Regions from separate parts of the Oryzias latipes genome. Here region 2 is linked to region 1. A link is a contact called in public Hi-C data. All regions are on one chromosome and are shown on one strand. The core of a region is the stretch at or near the end of the contact, and the rest is flanking DNA. Distances in the headings are between cores, read along the strand shown. Region 1 holds the start of samd4a (protein Smaug homolog 1). Region 2 overlaps samd4a (protein Smaug homolog 1).

Evidence for each region. A called contact is a pair of places that touch in the nucleus more often than the background predicts.
Region 2: a Hi-C map of embryo shows a contact between it and region 1, with 1.7 times the contacts expected there. The contact joins the enhancer-like site here to the promoter of samd4a in region 1. A contact is called at or near these places in 3 of 5 Hi-C or Micro-C datasets (embryo and fibroblasts).

The regions. Positions count from the first base shown.
Region 1 is chr3:1,214,180-1,220,506 of ASM223467v1, reverse strand. It overlaps samd4a (protein Smaug homolog 1), which reads right to left and starts at 4,323. Exons shown (of 12, transcript XM_011492501.2): 1 at 4,155-4,323; 2 at 3,076-3,614. The coding sequence starts at 3,271.
Region 2 is chr3:1,252,637-1,259,143 of ASM223467v1, reverse strand. samd4a (protein Smaug homolog 1) reads right to left here. Exons shown (of 12, transcript XM_011492501.2): 8 at 6,469-6,507; 9 at 6,085-6,286; 10 at 2,621-2,747. Among protein-coding and RNA genes, the nearest start is that of samd4a, 40 kb to the right of the region's middle. Within about 2 kb of position 4,298, at least 3 of the 8 cell types and tissues checked have an H3K27ac peak or open chromatin away from gene starts, as enhancers often do.

The DNA of each region.
Region 1 (6,327 bases), core at 3,074-5,573:
CTCGACAGTTCAGGATGACAGCAGCAGAATCCTCTTTTGCTAGGTCAGAAGTACATGTATAACAGGAGGCTACCTTAATAATAATAATAATCATTTATAATCTTTAGCTAATGTCAGGACCCGCCCAGGCTGTTAATCTGCTCAGATGTCTGAGGAGATGAAAATCCTTCACCGGGATCCAGAGCTGTGAAATGACCCGCCATGGTCATGGCTGACGGGTTCAGGATCCAGCAGCAGGCAGTAGCCTGGACTCTCCATCCCAGCAGCATGTCATTCCATCTCTCATGAGCGCTGTTTGTTGCCAGGGTTATAGTTACCATGGTGACGCTGCAGCGTGATGCAACACGCCGAGTCAGAAGCTCCTCTGGGGTGAACGGGCATGAGGGCGTCTGAGAAGGGGGGGTGGCCACCATCTCCATTGCACCGTACCTTCATTAACTCCTGAAGTCCTGGAGGCGGGCCTTAGCTGGGCGTGTCGTTACCATCCGAGCAGCAACAACTCTCTGAGTGACCTGGACTGTTCCTGCCGTTTGTTTCAGGCTCAGCGAGAATCAAACCTGCCAGGACCCAAAGCCTTTAAGGCTACTGAAGAAGTGAAGAGACTGTACTTATGAATTCTGAATCAACTCATATTAGCATTTATTTCATTAACCAGAGTATAGAAAATGGAAATGTTTAGAATGTAACACGTTTATGCGCTCAAACAACATGCTGTGCATCCAGGGAGATACTTCAGCCACCAACAGAATTGCCTCCATTGAAAAATTCATTTTCAATCAAAACCAAACAGAAGAGGATTAATCTGTCAATATCAGTTTGACTGCAGACAGCCTCACATTCAAATCTAAACGATCATTTAAATGATTTAGCATATCGTTAGGACCACAAGGCACTCAAGGTAATAAGGAGCATAAACCAAGACAAAAAACATATATTGGGACTTGACTACACCACCCAGAATGCCTAGAGGGGCCAAGAGACGACAGGTCAATTTGAGGTTAAACTTTGACCAATCAGGTCCTGGGATTTGGTAGCGAGGTATAGGTAGGGTCCTTTCTAATATACAGACATGCCATCCGTTTGAAAATTGATCACAGAAACTAACATTTGCGGTTTGAGCAAAGACCATAAGACGCCGAGTCTTTCATGTATGGAAGTAGAGCCATGAAGGAGAAAGCCTGGAGCAAGACCAGCACCGCTACAACACTTCCCACCAAGCCTCTTCCAGCTGAGTATCCAGTAGTGACAGTCCAGTGTGAACACCATGTGCTAACCAACTCAGTGGGAGAGTGTCCGCCCAGTGACTGGAAAGTCGTGAGTTCAGTTCCAGGCCGAGTCATTCCAAAAAAATTGCCTCCCTGCTTGACACCCAGCATTAAGTGGTTGGATTGGGGGGGCTAAACTCACCGAATCCCCCAAGGAACGGGTGAGGAAAACAAATTTAAACAGATAACGGGACTTTAAAGAACGCTGTTTAGCGTGTTCTTGAACGCGCGTCACATGTGTACGTGTCTTAAGGCGAAGCGGTTTATAAGGCACCCTGTCAATTTTTAAAAAATGAAATGATTTTAAATTTAAAATACAGTAGATCTGCCCAAAGATCATCAAGAAAACGATATGTTAACATTTGGTTTCTTCTTCTCTGCGTATTGATTATGAGCTCCTGCAGCTGAAACAATTTAAAAACAACAATAAAGTGATACGGTGATGTCGTCAGCTCTTTATGGTACTAAAACAGTAGCGTTCAAGAACTGGAACTGAATTCTGGGTATTGGCGGTGTCGACATGGCCTGGCTTCAGGAACCAACAAGTGGCTGAAAAGTCCATCATTTGTGAACAAATGCTGAGCCGACAGAACATCCAGGTACTATTTGAATTCTGTGAAATGATGGACAAGACGTTCCAGACGCAGGCTGTCCAATCTGTGAAATAGTGGGTTAAAACAATATTCCTTAAGGTTAAAAACCTCGTCTTCTGCAGAGACACTCAGGGAATCTGTGTGTGTCAGGGACACGCACCAACATCCGTCTCCGTGGGCCCATGATGTTTTCTGCTAGCATGATGGGTTGGCGACAACAATAAATGCTCCTACAGAGGAGCGAGAGCTTCTCAGCGCTCGGATCAAACCGGCATCTCTGGCGGTGTGGGGGCGGGGCAGAAGGACACACGATATGGACAGCTGTGGGTTTTGAGGACAGAATGAATGTTTCAGCAGAACCATGCAGAACTGCAGCCTCAGAGCAGCGAGCCTTCATCCCGGACGGACCCGCATCCGTCCGACCTTTCCCTCACAGAAAACGTCTGGAGCTCCGTTAACGGAAAAACGTTTGAGACAACCACCAACCCTGCAGCGGCTGGAAACCGTCAAGATCAAATTCTGACCAAACTCCAGAAACGCAGAACCTCCATATTCAGATGTCTTCAAACTGCACCACAGTAACCATGGTAACCACACTGGTGTCCAAGCAGTCTGAGACAGCATCAACTTTGAAATGAACATGAAGATCTCGTCCTATTATTATTTTAAAAGTTTAGTGCTGATTATACCCCCCCCCTTCTACTACACCCCCCTTTCTAACATCTCTCTCTCTTCTTCCCTCCTTTTCTTTGACCGTCCCGTCCAACAAAAACTGTTACAAAAATAATATCAATAAAGTTTAGTCTAAATTACAAAAGGGGTTTATTCAAATATACACCTAGTGTGTCAAACGTTTCATTACTCATGTTGTAGCAGTAAAATCTGTCCAACACAAGAGGCTTTCAGCCCCATCTGTCTGCTATATAAAAAAGCATTTAGTGCTCTGTAGTCCATAAATGATGGGCTCAACGTTTCTGTTATTCTTTCCGTGTTCAAGCTTTTACAAACTACTTTGACCGCATATAAATAAATAAAAAGGAAACAAAGGAAGAAATTCGAATGTCTGAGTGAGTCTGAGCAGCAAACGTCACTCAGGTATCACAGGTGGAGGTGGAGAGCTGCACCCGTCTGATGAGCAGAAGGCCGCGCTGACGCGTCCCGCTATCTGAAGGAGTGAACGCTCTGCCCCACAGAAGACGGAGCGGCCGCGGGCCTACCTGGGTCGTTGGCCTCGCCCTCCAGGACCTGCAGCTCGGTGCACTCGGCCAGGGAGTGCTCCAGGCAGAGCTGCAGGAAGCGGGCCTGGGTCCGGCTCACCCTCTTCAGCAGGGACAGCAGGGCCACGGTCTGCTCGCACTCGTTCCAGCCCTTGAACCAGCTGGCCAGCACCCCCACCTGATCACGAAACATCATGGTCTGCCAGGCGGGCACCCGGTGAGACGTGGGGAGGCCACTCCCCCAGGAAGCCCCCGGATTCGGACTTCAGTGAGCTTGGGGGGGGGTCAGATCAGCTGAAGCAGCGTGGGGCTGTCCCTGACTGGGCCATTCTTAACCAGAACCAGGGGAAGCTCCTGTCGGATCCCGCCCACCGCCTCCTCTTGGCCGACTCTCTGGTGGTGCTGAAGGGGGGCGAGGGGCTCCTCTAGCTTGGCATTGGGCCCCTGGGGGGTTTGATGAGTCAGCGCAGGTCCAGTTTAGGCTGGGTCACATCACCTCCAGCCTCAATGGCACGTTTCTTCAGGGAGTCCCGGTACGCCTGCGGGAGGAGGGCAAACGTTTAAATCCCCGCTCATGAGCACAGAACCGGACCCAACTGGCGGTTCTGACCCAGCAGCCTTAAATAAGCGGCACAGCCTGCGGCATTCACAGTCGGGACAGAAATAAAAGATGTTTGGGGGATCCACCCATCCTAAAAATACTGCTGCCCCGCTGGCGCTGCATCCAAGCGGAATGTTCCGCTTGTGGCGGCAGGACGCTGCGCCTCGGCGGCAGGCGGGCTGAGCCCGCGTTCCCGCTGCAGGAGGCGGCGGCGGGGGCGGCGGGGGGCGCGCGGAGGGATCCCGGAGGAGCGTCGCTTCAGTCCGAAACTGTCACGGCGCAGTTCATCGGCGCAGAAAAACGGCCGATCCCTCAGAAAATAGTCCCGGCGACTTTAAACGGAGCGACCGTGACAGACAGAACAGGCTGCCCCGTTAACCGGGAGAGTTTGGCTGAAGACACGCGGAACTTTTCTCTGAACCGGTGAGAAAGAGACGGGCGGCGGCGGTAAACTTCAGACCGGACCATCGGTTCCTACCTGCTGGGTCGGGCTGCATCGTCGGGTTCTGTCAGGACGGACTTGTTTTTTTTATCTTTCCCTTTTTGGGGGTGCGGGGAGCGCCGCCCCGTCACTCCAGGTCTGCGGGATTTGCCATCTTGCCCAACTTTTCCTCAGTGTCCCTCCAGCAGACGGGCTGTGCTCTAAAACACTGCGGTCAAGCGGGACGGCGAAGGGAATCAACTTCCGGTGGAGCTTTTCAAAATAAGGCATGAGATTGAGAACAGTAGCTTCCTCCCACAGTCCACGAACATGCCTCAGTTTAAGTGTGAGTGGTTGTGTCTCTGTGGGGCCTTAGAATGGACTGGCACACCTTCCAAGGTGCACCTTACCTTTGACCAAAGGCAGCTGGGATATGTTCCAATGACCCCATCAGGGTCATGGGGTCATTTGGAGCATGTCCCAGCTGCAAGTTTAGAAGAGGAATAGATTAGTGATGCACTGCTGTCCTGACCATAAACCGCTTATGAGAACTGGACTGGGTGGACCCTCCCCCTTGGCGTTCCAAACAGGAACTGGTCCCAAGAAGCCAAAATCCCAAAAGCAATGTCCGAATTCCCGCCTTAACCCCTAACTACTAAAAAACTAGATAGTGCCCTGGATTTCAAAAGCAATCAGACACCACACTCCTTTTTTCTTTAAGCGGTGGATATGATGTCATCGAATTAGCTAAGTTAAAATCTAATTAATATGAGCGTTTTGTGACGATTATTCATGAGTCCACTGTCTTCTGAAGATAAAAACGTTGATGGTTTATTTATTAAAAATACTTTTTCTTTGAAAAATTGTTCCAATGCAATGCATTGTGGTCTATATTTGCTGATCTAGTGAGCATCGATGCACACTGGTTTTTCGCAGAGACTTCTGGGAAATCTCTAGGGCTCTGGATTTTGGATGTTCAGACAGAACTACGAAATGGTGAAACCACTATAGGGGGCACTATGTAGTTGGCAGTGAAGGAATTCTGACACAACCACAGACTTCCATAGAGAGACAAACAGCTGCTACTCTGATACATTTTTTTTAACATGTTCTTGATAATCCTAATTTTTTTCATTATATTTTTTTCTGCAGGTCAAGTTTTTCAGGTTATAGACGGACCAATCAGATATCTCAATAAAAGTAGACGGTCTAACGCCAAGCGCTCGAAACATTAGATCTACAGATTTTTTGTAGCCTGCTTTCAAGTGGCAGGAATGTGGACTTCCAACAAGCTCACTCCTGATTGGTGAGAGTGGTTGCCATAGAAATGTTGACTGAGACCAATCACTGCTGACTGATCACTGCTTACCTCAAATGCATGCCCCCACTTTGGTTTTAAGCTAGGTTTAACTAACAGGAAAGCTTAGAGAGTATACATGGCCGTGTCTGTCATCCATCAGTGGTTATGTGATATTATTATGTCAAATGTGATTCCAAATCCCAAGTATAAGTCACGCACACTGATCTTCTTCCTGCATTTTACGCCTTGAGACGCTTAGGGCAGCATGTTTCCGTAACCATCTTAGTTTTGCAGGACCGAGTGGTTATCCCTGTGCCAAACCCCCAACCTGGAGGCCCAGTGGACTGGTCTTAGTGTGGCTTCCACCCTTGGGTCTGTCTGGCATGGGGGACTCTACCATAGGTGGCATAGGCATCCAGGTCATCCAGACACGCAAGCCCCCCAACCACGACAAGGTGGCAGTCCATGCGCACCCATTACAGTTGGTCTCATAGAGATGGGATGTACATCAATGGCTCTAGAATATGGGACTACATTTTTAACCTGTCCTGTCCAACAGCTGGGCAGACAGATGAGAGCTGAAGGCCTCTGGTGTTGGACAGATTTGACTTTAACAACAGGGGTTATGAATCTTCTGACACTCCAGAGGTATGTCTGAATAAACCCCTTTTTTGTAATTTAGACTCAACTTTATTTAATGTCATATGTATGCCACCATTTGAAAAACAAAGATTTTCAGAGTAAACATTAAAAGTCTGAAAGCAAAAAATGTTTTCAAACAAATATGAAATATTTTCATTTGAAACTTAGAAAGTTTTGAGTGCAACGTGGTGGTGGCATAAACATTAGTAACAGTAGTGAGAATTTAGCCAAAACTAAGCCCTCTATTCGCAACAAGCCTGCGTTACAGAAGTCAGACAATCATTTATT
Region 2 (6,507 bases), core at 3,049-5,548, 39 kb before region 1:
AACCGCGGACGGGTCAACCGCGGACGGGTCAACCATCAACCGTGGACGGGTCAACCGTCAACCGTGGACGGGTCAACCGCGCACGGGTCAACCGCGGACGGGTCATTCGTGGACGGGTCAACCGTGGACGGGTCAACCGTCAACCGTGGACGGGTCAACCGCGGACGGGTCAACCGTGGACGGGTCAACCGTCAACCGTGGACGGGTCAACCGTGGACGGGTCAACCGTCAACCGTGGACGGGTCAACCGTGGACGGGTCAACCGTCAACCGTGGACGGGTCAACCGCGGACGGGTCAACCGTGGACGGGTCAACCGCGGACGGGTCAACCGCGGACGGGTCATTCGTGGACGGGTCAACCGTGGACGGGTCAACCGTGGACGGGTCAACCGTGGACGGGTCATTCGTGGACGGGACAACCGCGGACGGGTCAACCGTCAACCGTGGACGGGTCAACCGCGGACGGGTCAACCGTGGACGGGTCAACCGCGGACGGGTCAACCGTGGACGGGTCAACCGTCAACCGTGGACGGGTCAACCGCGGACGGGTCAACCGCGGACGGGTCATTCGTGGACGGGTCAACCGTGGACGGGTCAACCGTCAACCGTGGACGGGTCAACCGTGGACGGGTCATTCGTGGACGGGACAACCGCGGACGGGTCAACCGTCAACCGTGGACGGGTCAACCGCGGACGGGTCAACCGTGGACGGGTCAACCGCGGACGGGTCAACCGTGGACGGGTCAACCGTCAACCGTGGACGGGTCAACCGCGGACGGGTCAACCGCGGACGGGTCATTAGTGGACGGGACAACCGTGGACGGGTCATTCGTGGACGGGTCAACCGTGCCTGCTGCAGGGAATTCCAATGATTAGTGCGCTTTGAGGTGTTCCAGCAGCCGTTGTGGTTGTTAGCTGGCTCTGAAGCTCATGTTGGGCCGGGACACAGAGTGACACGCCAAACCAAACAGCTATTTTTAGACCGTCAGCCCCACAATCACCCACAATCCCTCCCTTCACACAAACACAACAGACAGGATGCAAAGACAGCTGGGAGAAGGTGAACAGAGAGTTTTAGTCTTTCAAACGGAGACCGTTAGGACTCTGCAGAGGAGGAAAAACAGGGAGAGCAGAAGGTGAGGAGTGGAAAAAGAGAAGGAGGAAAACTAAGAAGAAAGTCAGTCAGGAAGAGGGGAGGAAAGCAGAACAGGGAGTCCCATTCTGGCTGCACAAAGAGCCTCATTGTGAGCCTCCTCACTCCTTTGCTCCTTCACCTCCTTCCTCAGTGGCCACCCCCCCTCATGCTCACTGACATCCTTTCCTCTCCTTCTTCAAGAAAATCTGTTTCCTCTTCGAGGAGGCTCATTCTGGCAGAAGACGCCAGACTCTGGTCCAGCAGAGGTAACTGTAGGTCACTGCGTCTGGAGTTACCGTGACCCCACATGATGGGGGCCAGGCTACAAGTCACAAGAGCCGTCACACCCCAAGGCTTTACGCCTCCATGCTTTCCTGGGAGATCACAAGGAGGAAAGTGTTTGGAGGGTCGGAAGAAGCCCCGCCTCTCTGAGCGTGACGCTGGAGCGGCGTGTGGCGATGCAATAGCTGGACAGAAATATTAAAGCACAGCGGACCAAACGCTGAAGAAGACTCTAAAGGAAGGCTTTAGCAGCTATGAACCAAGGGCTGTGTGAGTACACAACCCTATTGTACCACAACACATCTTCTTTCTTTTACAAATATGACTTTGAAAAAACTCTACCTGAATATCAAGACGTCTTTCATTGTAATAAAATTGTAAAATTCAGTTTATTTAATAATCACAATGTTAAGCACTGCAGCTGTATCTCACATATAGCGCTTTTATTTTGGTAACTTCAACTATATTAAGTTTAGTTATTATTAGTTTAGTTATTAAGGGAACAGTCCACATTGTCTGATTTCCACAACAAAATATATTTTAGTGTAAGATAAAATAAATGAATGAATGTGTCTGAACCAATGAGGTTGTACAAGTGTGACTAAGGAAATAAAGTTCTGTTTAGTTTCAACATGAATGTAGATTCTCCAGAACCTTTAAACGGTTCAGGAGTCTGAACGGAGTTTTTATCTGATCCTGGCAGCAACATGGTTTCTGTTGGGCTCCCATCCCAAGTACAAACTCAGTGGTTCACGTCTCAGAACAAAAAGCTGCTGCACTGAGATCTCATTTGCAGAGCTGCTCAAAGAGGCTCCGTGTTCTCTGCTGCCATCTAGTGGTCGGAGGGTGAAGGAGGATCAGAAATAATTAAAGAAATATGGTTTTGACAGCATTTTATGTCGATACAAGTATCACCAAATGAACTATTACGATATATCGCCGAAGCGCATTTCCCAACACCTACTATGAAGGTTTGTGGTTAGAGGATCAGGACAGAGCTTCACAGGGTTCCTCTGTGCAGCTGCTGAAGGAATCCATTGGATTTCACGTTTGTAGAGAAACCAACGTTCACCTGAACGTGTCTTTGATTCAGTTTAGTCTCACAGAAGAGATTTCATTAGATGGGGTTCAGTGACAAACAGTAAAGAGTCAGAGTTCTAGAGGCAGTGGACCCGTAGGTGGAGTCCTGGTCTGTGGACTCACCGCTCTGCTGGAACATGACCGCGGCCTGGGGCGTGGTGTGGACCGGCAGCGAGCGCGTCCTCTGCACGGAGCTGTGGGTCCTGCTGGGCATGCTGTTGCTGCCTCCTGGGTTGGCAAACCACGGGCCCTGAGGAGAACCATCATTAAAGAGGTCCCTAAAACAGTCACGGCCATGAGACTGGAACGGAGCAAAGACTTCCCATTTCTACTGCTGAAGAATCTACATGCGTGGAGCTCAGCAGCAACGTGAGGCTAGGCTCCATGCAGTTTTCACATCTCTCTTTGATTTGGCATCAAAAGAAGAGTTTTAAAGAAACTGACCGCCAGGTAAGTTTACCTGAGAGCTGCAGCCGAACCAAACACTGAGAAAGGCGGACCGAGCGCCTCTGACGGTTCCGCCTGAAACGCTCAGACTCCATTCTGACATTTGAAGGCAGAAAAAGGCCTTTTTATGTGAGGGTGAACATAACTGCTTAAGTTTAAACCACCAGTGGGGAGAAAACTCTAAATGGATCAAACCTGAACAGAATTTCCTCAACTGTAGCAGGAATGACAGTTCCAGTCGTGTGAAGTAAACCTTTTTATCTCTGATGTCTTAACGCCGGCGTGTGCAGGATCCAGATGTTCATTTAGGGTTTGTCAAAAAACAAATCCAAAATCACCTGCTTGGTCCTACAGATGAGATTATACTAAATGTTTGTTACGGTGAGAAAAACACCAACAGAAGAGAACGATGCACAGTTACTGACTGCATTTGATTATGTCACAAAGCAGAGAGACCTGCAGACGTCGTCTTTGTAGTGGTGAGGCGCTTCGCTCATTAGGATCAATGATCACGCGTGTTTGGAGGCCCCGCCCTCAGCCTCCCACATTTAGAGAGAGAAAACCCAGAAATATGAAATGTTGCAGTTCCTACAATGACCACTAGGTGGGTGAAGGCAGCACTTTCTCATCAATTCCAGGGTGATCCTTTTGCCATGAAAACAGAAATGCATCCTGGCAGTAGCTCATCACAAATTTGCCTCTGAGCTGTCGTTGGGTTGGAACAACCCCGGCCCCCCTTCCCCTCCCCGCTGCGGGGTGGAGCGGAGCAGGGAGCTTGTGGCCAGCAGTGTAGTTTTTAACATCACAAACACAGTATTTTTCCAGCTGCATGTTTTCATCTGCTCCTGATTCACAGCGATTGAATTAAGAAAAACTCAGAAATGCAGTTTTCTTCATCAGGAGGAAACTGGAACATGTTAAAAACCCCAAACACCATCTGAGTCTGTCGTTGCTACACTGAGGAGGTTTTAGATATTCCTGCATTTATGCCCTGCTGGCTTTGGTAGGCAGGGGGGCGGAGCCACGGGTGGACTCAGGTGAACAGGTAGTAAAGGGTTAAAGGTGACCGAACCAAGGCCCGTTCTTATGAAACATTAGTCCACCTTAACGGCACATTTGAAGGACGCCACAGAGTTTGTCATGGTAACCTGCTCGCCCCCCCCCATCCCTCTCTGTCTTGGCCGTCCTGCAGCTCTGCAGGCGAGGGGGAAAACAGGAAATGCCTGTGCACTGTTCTCACTGCTTCTGACTGTCTGTCTCATGCACACACACACACCCACACACACACACACACACACACCGCCCCTCCCTTTCCAACACCAAAGCCAGGTCTCCAAACCATGACTCACACATTTCCCTCTCAGCGTTCCCCCTTTTCCTCGTGACGCTGTCCCACACTGGAAGCTCCAGGAGGAACTGAGCTGCTTCCTCCCATTGTGGCAGATGAGAAGCACAGGTTTCCACTTGACTGGGTCAGACCAAACCGGGCCAGGCGGACGCGCCTGACACAGCTCTGGTATGCGAGGAGAACTGTTTACCACCCCCACCCGCCTCATCTCTGTTAGGAAAAAGGCCTATTTTAGGCAGGAGTCTTGCTCAGGGAGGGGTCAGCGTCTGCCCAGAAATACTCTGAAACTCTTCATTACATATTTCTCAACATATCATTGCAGAATGGCAGGAAACGGACCAATTCCCTTCCCTGAATAACCTGCATACGACTGCTAAACTATAGAAAAGCTACTGAAATAATCAGAAAACAACCCATTTACAACAGACATGCTCCTCCGTTATACAGAAAAGCTGATTGTGTCTCACTGTCAGAGTTCATCCACAGACGGTCCTGGATCAATCAGTCTTTTACAATAATGTCATGACTGTCTGTCTGAACCTCGTCTTCTCAAAGTTCTATTTTATGTTTCCAAAGCTTTCAGTTTGTATTTTTACTCATCTTGATAATTTCCTCCATATGATTCCATAACCTCACTCCACAGACAGAAATACAGTCTTTGTTGTATTTGATATCATTTTTATTTTCAGTGAATATTCTCCTTTTTTGGTTTTTATACCTACATCATGTTAAAATCCCTCTGACTTGCAGCGTTAAAGTCTTCTTCTGATCTATGTTTGAATCGTTGTGGTTTTTAGTTCTGATGATGTCGTTTTTAGCCCAAATCTGTGTGGTTTTCTAGGACATAGTTTCTGCAGAACGGAAGTGGATGCATCAGAATGGAGCAGAGCAGGGAGACCGCGGCCCCGCCCACTGTAGCACCTACATCACCACTACAAGTCTTTATTCGTCTGCTTATGAGTCACAACAGTTTGAATAAAGAATTACTCAGAAATGCAATTTGAAACTTAACTGCAAAAAAGTATTCAGTCAGCCACCGTTTGTTTAAGTTCTCCCACTTAAAAAGAGGAGAGTCGTTTTCATCATAGGAATACTTCAACTATGTGAGACTAAATGAGAAAAAACATCCAGAAAATCACATTTTCTGATTTTTAAAGATTGTATTTGTAAACTATGGTGGAAATAAGTATTTGGTTCAAAACAAACCAGCTAGATTTCTGTCTCTCACAGACCTGTAACTTTTTCTGTCCTCCCCTGGTTACCTGTATTAATGGCTCCTGTTTGAACTGGTTACCTATAGAACCACACCTGTCCAGGCTTTTTTTTCTCATTTTGTCTCTCAGTTGAAAACCTGGAAAACGTTCGGCATTTCTAGCTCTGCAGCCGTTTGTTTCCGCTATCCAGCTGTTCTGGAACGAGCAGCAGGAATCAAAACTGAAGAGAGCTCACCGAGAGGATCAGTGCACAACATTTTCCCAGTTAAGGATTCAGTTTATATATGTTTTAAATATTAGCATAAAAGTTGAAGGTCTTATTATTTTAAAATACTTTATGTACATTTAAAAAACCTCCAAACCTTTTTAGAATGTGGACATTTCAATGAAAACTGGGGAAATTGAAATATGAAACACAGAAATGTTCTATACTCTAACTTTATGCACAGAGAGCTTCCACTGTGTACGAATGAAGCGAACCCGAACCCTAAAGTCACGTCTCTGTTCTGGTTTCTGATTAGATCGGTTGTGGGTTTGATGTCCGTATGAGGGTGGGACAGGACGCCCGTCAGACTCACGTGTCGGCCCTGCTTCAGACCGGTGGGCGTGCTGCTGGAGCTACGAGGCGTGGGTCCCAGCAGACCCCCACTTCCCAGCAGACCCAGCCTGGCTCCTGGCAGGCTTCTGGAGGGCATCTGGAACTGGTGGAGGCTCCTTCTGGCAGAGACGCTGCTCACCACACAGCCAGTGGTGGGGAGAGAGTTGGACTGTCCGAACCGGCTGCAGGAGGACGAGGCAAAAGATTCAGTGCTGTGACCGTAGAGCACATGCAGGTTAAAGACTAACTACAAAGCCACAATGAGAAGCACATCTTCCTAAGTTCTCAACACATCCCATAAGTTCTCCTGGAGCCAAAGATAAGCATGTCCAGGCACACGAACAGTCTGAAAGTGTGCTCCTACCTTCTCTGCGCTCGATACCCCGCCATGTCAAGGAGGGCC